2 separate regions of the Mus musculus genome follow, and region 2 is linked to region 1. The links are chromatin contacts, called in public HiChIP or PLAC-seq maps. All regions are on one chromosome and are shown on one strand. The core of a region is the stretch at or near the end of the contact, and the rest is flanking DNA. Distances in the headings are between cores, read along the strand shown.

What was found. HiChIP or PLAC-seq counts read pairs in DNA pulled down with a chosen protein or histone mark.
Region 2: a contact with region 1 is called in an H3K27ac HiChIP or PLAC-seq map of trophoblast stem cells, with 18 read pairs. The contact joins two enhancer-like sites. A contact is called at or near these places in 15 of 484 Hi-C or Micro-C datasets (2-cell embryo, 8-cell embryo, cranial neural crest and 4 more), 2 of 115 datasets of contacts at active chromatin or transcription factors (embryonic stem cells and trophoblast stem cells) and 1 of 9 other capture datasets (embryonic stem cells).

The regions. Positions count from the first base shown.
Region 1 is chr5:150,995,448-150,998,089 of GRCm38.p6, forward strand. No RefSeq gene overlaps it. Among named protein-coding and RNA genes, the nearest start is that of Kl, 44 kb to the left of the region's middle. Within about 2 kb of position 1,289, at least 62 of the 459 cell types and tissues checked have an H3K27ac peak or open chromatin away from gene starts, as enhancers often do. A contact at or near this core is called in trophoblast stem cells, where this site is marked.
Region 2 is chr5:151,068,416-151,071,057 of GRCm38.p6, forward strand. The region is part of intron 4 of Stard13 (StAR-related lipid transfer (START) domain containing 13); the gene reads right to left. Among named protein-coding and RNA genes, the nearest start is that of Kl, 120 kb to the left of the region's middle. Within about 2 kb of position 1,301, at least 66 of the 459 cell types and tissues checked have an H3K27ac peak or open chromatin away from gene starts, as enhancers often do. A contact at or near this core is called in trophoblast stem cells, where this site is marked.

The sequences.
Region 1 (2,642 bases), core at 39-2,538:
CACTATCTTTAATAGTTCCAATACTGATCAGAGGTCTACTAAAGTCTCAGGCTGAGGAGATGGTTTCTCTCCTAAAGTTGTCTTTTGGGGGTGGGGTGGGGGGGCGTGACTTTATTTCATCACAGCGATGAAAAGCGTGTGACATAATTTTTCTAGACTAATCCCACTTACTCTTAACATGTTTCAGATTTGTTGATAACTCAATATTTAGAGCTCAATGTTGTAAAAATAAAGTGTTACTATCAAGATGGTTTATTTACCCTGACACATCAGTTAATTTTTGTGACTTTTCATAGACATGTTCAGACGGATTCCTTTAGTAAAATTGAAAGAAAACTCAATTCTTATATTTACTTTATGATACTAAGTTATTTTGTTGTGTTATTTTTGTTTAATTATACAATTTTTTTTATGGGTAGAATCCTGAAGACCATTTGGCAGAAGATACATCCTTACTTGTGTCTTGTACCATCTGCTCTTTTGAAACAATCTAATGACACAGACAGAACATTAGAATTTGCGTATTTGTTATTTAGTTGGTAAATAGTTGCAGACATCAATTTTTCACTTATTTCCAAAATCTTTAGTTAGTAGGGTTTCTTCATTTAGTATAATCTTTGAATATGCTTATTTTATGGTAAAACAATTTAACAGTAAATGACTTTATTTATCTTGTATAATTTTTTTTTGCAATAGAAACATCAGCCATTTCCCTTAATAAATGACTAGAATTGATGAGTTTGGAACTTTCCATCTCTTTGGGCTGCAGTTTCTGCTAATTACAGCTTAGAGCACAAATGTTGCCTAAGGCATTTTGTATTATTTTTGGTTAAAGTGAATCAAAAGCTTTGGCTAGCAACATCTAAGCTATTAGATGGCAAATTGTGCAGTGTTCATGGCCTTAGTGCTACATTTAAGACACGGACTCGTTTCTGCCTTTAAATCACAGGCTATCCTGAGTCTCTGATAAACAGCCCCAAGGTTTCAAATGGAATGTTTCAACAGATAGGAGCAGGGGTGGGTGTGGGTGGAGGGGTGTGAGAGGGGGTGCGGGGGGGGGGGGGCAGAAGTGCTAAGCTGGGAAGGAGAAGAATGGACTTAAAATTAGAGAAAGATTGACAGTTAAGATGAACGCACGAGCAACATGATGAGTGGGTCAGCTTTTATTGTTGTTGGTGCCGTAATAAAATGGCTTTAATTTATCCCTGCCTGTCATTCCTTACCAACCCACATAGCTGGCAGTGCAGGTTAGTCATCCTGGAGGTGCAGGAATCTAGTGCCCGAAGACATGTGACATCACCATGACTCATCCAGGGAAGAAGGAAGGACAGGGACAGAGCAGGAGAGTGGGTGAGGGGTCTGCTCTGTGGGATCCTGGGTGGAGCAGCACTCACAGAGCCTGTGTGTGTCTGTATGTGTGTGTCTGTGTATGTGTATCTGTGTGTGTGTATATGTGTGTGTCTGTGTGTGTCTCTGTGTGTGGGTGTCTGTGTGTGTCTCTGTGTGTCTGTGCCTGTGTGAGTGCCTGTGTGTGTGTCTCTGTGTGTCTGTGTGTGTGCCTGTATGTGTGTCTGTTTCTGTGTGTGGGTGTCTGTGCCTGTGTGTGTGTCTGATTCCCCCCCCCCCCCCCCCCCCCCCAGTTCTGGAGACTGAACCTGGGGTCTTGCACTTGTCACTCGTTAAGCAGATGCTCCACTATTTATTGAGCTAAATTCCTAATCACAAAGCTTTTGTTGTTTTTGGTCTAAGACAGGTTCTCACATTCGAGGTTGGTCTTGAACCACATTACATAGCAGAGGATGGCCTTGAAACTCTGATCTTCCTCTCTTTACTTCCCAAGAGCTGGCTGGGATCACAGCTACAAACCATCACACCTGGTTAGTGTGGTGCTGGGGACTGAAGGTTCTTGCATTTTAAGCAAGCACACTTTCGATGGAGCCACAAACCCAGCCCTGGCAAAACATTCTTGGAAAAAAAGAAATCTGCCAACTCCTATGCATGGAAAGAGAGGGCCTGGAGTTCAGAAGGACCAAGCTCTTATGTAGTAGAGGCAGCCCCAAATCAGATAGGGATCTTGGAACTGCTAGGCTACTAGCAAATTTGCTTTACAACCGGAAGCAAGATATCTTTTCAACCAGGGGTTGTCCTTATCTATAAGGGGATAGAGTGATTAAGACCAGTGGGATCCAGTATTGGTAATACATTCCAGTCACCTGGGAGCTTTAAAAAACAAACAAACAAACAATGACAACAACAACAAAAACCAATAGAGCAGCTTCTCTGGGGGTAGGATTACCACCGAAGCTAAAACAAGAGCAGGGTAATTTCATCCTGGCTTCTCCAAATCTTAATATTTTTGAGAAAGAGTCTCACTCTGTAGCCCAACTTGACTTGGTACTTGCTGAATAGCCCAGGCTGCTCTGAAACTCCTGGCAATCGTCTGGGTCAACCTCACAAGTGCTGGGATTACAGGTGTGAGCCATCCTACCCAGCACCGACTTTAAAACTCATAGGAATTACGTAGGCATGGTAGTTTGAATGAGAAATGAATTCCCCTAAGCCCAGACATTTGAGTACTTGGTCCCCAGTTGTTGGTGGTGTTTTGAGAGATGTGGCCCTGCTGGAGGAAGGATGTTTCTAGA
Region 2 (2,642 bases), core at 51-2,550, 73 kb after region 1:
CGCAAATAGATCTAAATTCGATTATATGTGATGAGGCTATGTAAACTCCGAAGTGATACCAGAGCTCATTTTCATAGTCAGAGGCATAGAGTGAACATGGCTCACCCTCTTGTACCCCACATCTGAAGTGCTCCCAAAGGTAGAGTTTTGAAGACTGACATGACGGCAGAAATAGAAGATTGTAGACCACAACAGAGACAGTTCAGATTAAAGGCTCAGGTTCACACCTCTGATGACAAGAGTTTGACTCCCAGCACTCAGGGAGTTCATGGCATCTATATACCGGTCATACACAGAGGAAAAAGAGAAAGGAAACGTAAAAGTAATAAGATAAATCTTTAACAAAAATCTTTGCTTCGTGCACAAAATTAAGGAAAATATTGAATAAAATCAGTGAAGATAAATGAATTTCATGTAATATTTGGGCCCGTCCCCAACATACCTTGCTGAATGCATAAGTGTTCAAAAATGTGAAAAAATTTAAAATACTTTTCTTCTTTAGCATTTTGGGTAAGGAGTAAAGAGCATGGGTTAAGATGTAGGAGCTCCTGGTGGGACTGAAGGATATCCTGTGAAGAAGATAACACTGTGTGATGTAAAATATAGTTACTCTATCCTTAATAATGGTTTATTTTTATTTTACGTGTAAGGGTGCTTTGTCTACATATATATGCTGCCAGGAAGGACAGGATATATATGTGTTTTGCAGGAGATGTGGGGCGTGGAAGACAATGTCCCAGGGGTGCAGATGGAAATCAGGCCCCTTGTCACAGTTTTGAGAACTCAGTAATGCCCTTAGCATCCAGCTTAGAGGGTCCTAGCCTTGAGGTTTTACTCACAGTATCTGTGTGGCTTTCCACCTTTGGTCATGATCCAGAGTCTTATTAAAATGCTGACTTTAATGGGAGCCTTTGAAAAGAGCTATCTTTCTAAACGCCGGCCCCTTCAGGCCATTTAACATTACCATGATGCTAGTGTGGATCAGTCAGTAGTGATATTTGTCCAAGAACAGGAAGCTTGGCTCTGCCTTGCTTTCACCATGGAGGAGTCTCCTCTGTTGGCTTTTTTCTAAATGAGAATGCTCTTTACTAAAATTACATATTTGTTCTGGATGGATATCACCGGAAACTGAGAAATGGGTTTTTAAAAACAAAACAAACAAAACAAAACAGGTTAGGGGAGCCGTACAAATCTGCAGCTGTGACAGGAGACAAATCCACAGTTATGCAGACATCTAGAAGCTAAAGTTGCAGCAGCCATTAACATTGCACCCAGGCCAGTGAGTCAGCCTGTTGGGATGCAGGAATGCTCTACTTGGTATGTTGGCAGGCTGATGAACCAGTCCAATTGCTGGAGAGCCTCCTCATCCCACTTTCAGCCTTCAGAAATGCCTCCCAGAAGGGTTTTGGTGAGTCTGTAGCTGAGGTACAGAATGAGGGCCCAGAGCCCTCCACCTGAGGGCAGATGCTAAGCCACATGGATATACAGCAGAACAGACAGCAAGCCAAATAGGAGCTAGGCGTCACCACCTACACTTCCTTGTACACTTTCATTTTTATTTCTTTCCTTGACTCAGCTAAACAAAATTTCCCAAGACAGGAACAAGAAACTGTGGAACTTGGTACTGCAACGGCATGACAACGTTCCTGTTGTAAAAACAGTTCACTGCTTGTATGGCTTAGACCAAGGAACTGACAAGCATTTGGGTCCAGAGCAATACCAACAATTTTTGAAAGGCGAAGAGTTGGCTGGCTTCAAATCTCACCTCTGCCTTTTGGTCTGTGGTTTGGGGGCAACTGACTCTACAGAGTTTCTTCATCTTTAACATAGAGTGCAGGGCCTCCCAGAGAGGTCCCATGCCAGCATTTATTTACTAACCACCCAGGTTGACCAGAAAGCCCCCCCCACCCCCCTGCCCAAGAGCCATTTCTCAGGTCCAACTGCCTTCAAGGGAGTACTGTAGCCTTGGATGACTAAGGCACGTGGAGACCACACTGAAAAACTCAAGTCTGTGATTTTTGCAGATTGGACATGAAAATTCTGTTTCATAGAATATGTAAACTGGACACACAGCTGTTCGGTTCTTAATTCTCTTTCTTGATCACTTTCTATTTCCATCCAAAGCTGGCTGTAGTTCTGTGGGGCACTTGATTCTCAAGTCTCTGACTCTGTCTCCTATCATTTAGCCTAGAGTGTGCTGTGTGGCTGCTTAGAATCAGCCACAGACAAAGCCCAGGACAGAGACTGACAAGTGAGGGGGCACCACATGTTGGAATGTTTTTATTTGAAAATAGACTATGAGTCTTCAACTTGCAATGTGAAAAGCAATATTCTATTCATGTGCACATATTTTCGAGGTCCCCAGTAAGCAGGACGGGAAAGAGTGTGTGTTACTGCAGCAGACATTAAAAAATATCCCAAGCAGGTCAGACTACCAAGGTGACTAATTTGCAGGTTGCACAGAGAGCCTTGAGTACGTTGTTCACGGATATCCTGCCTGAGAGTTCTGCAAAGCAGTTAGGTGACAGGGCAAAAAGCCCATCACTCCACATTGTGGGAAACATTGTGTATCATTAGTTTTTGACGTTCTCTTTTGTGAGAGATCTGCACAGAGCAGTCACCTTGTCTTAGACTCCCAGAAA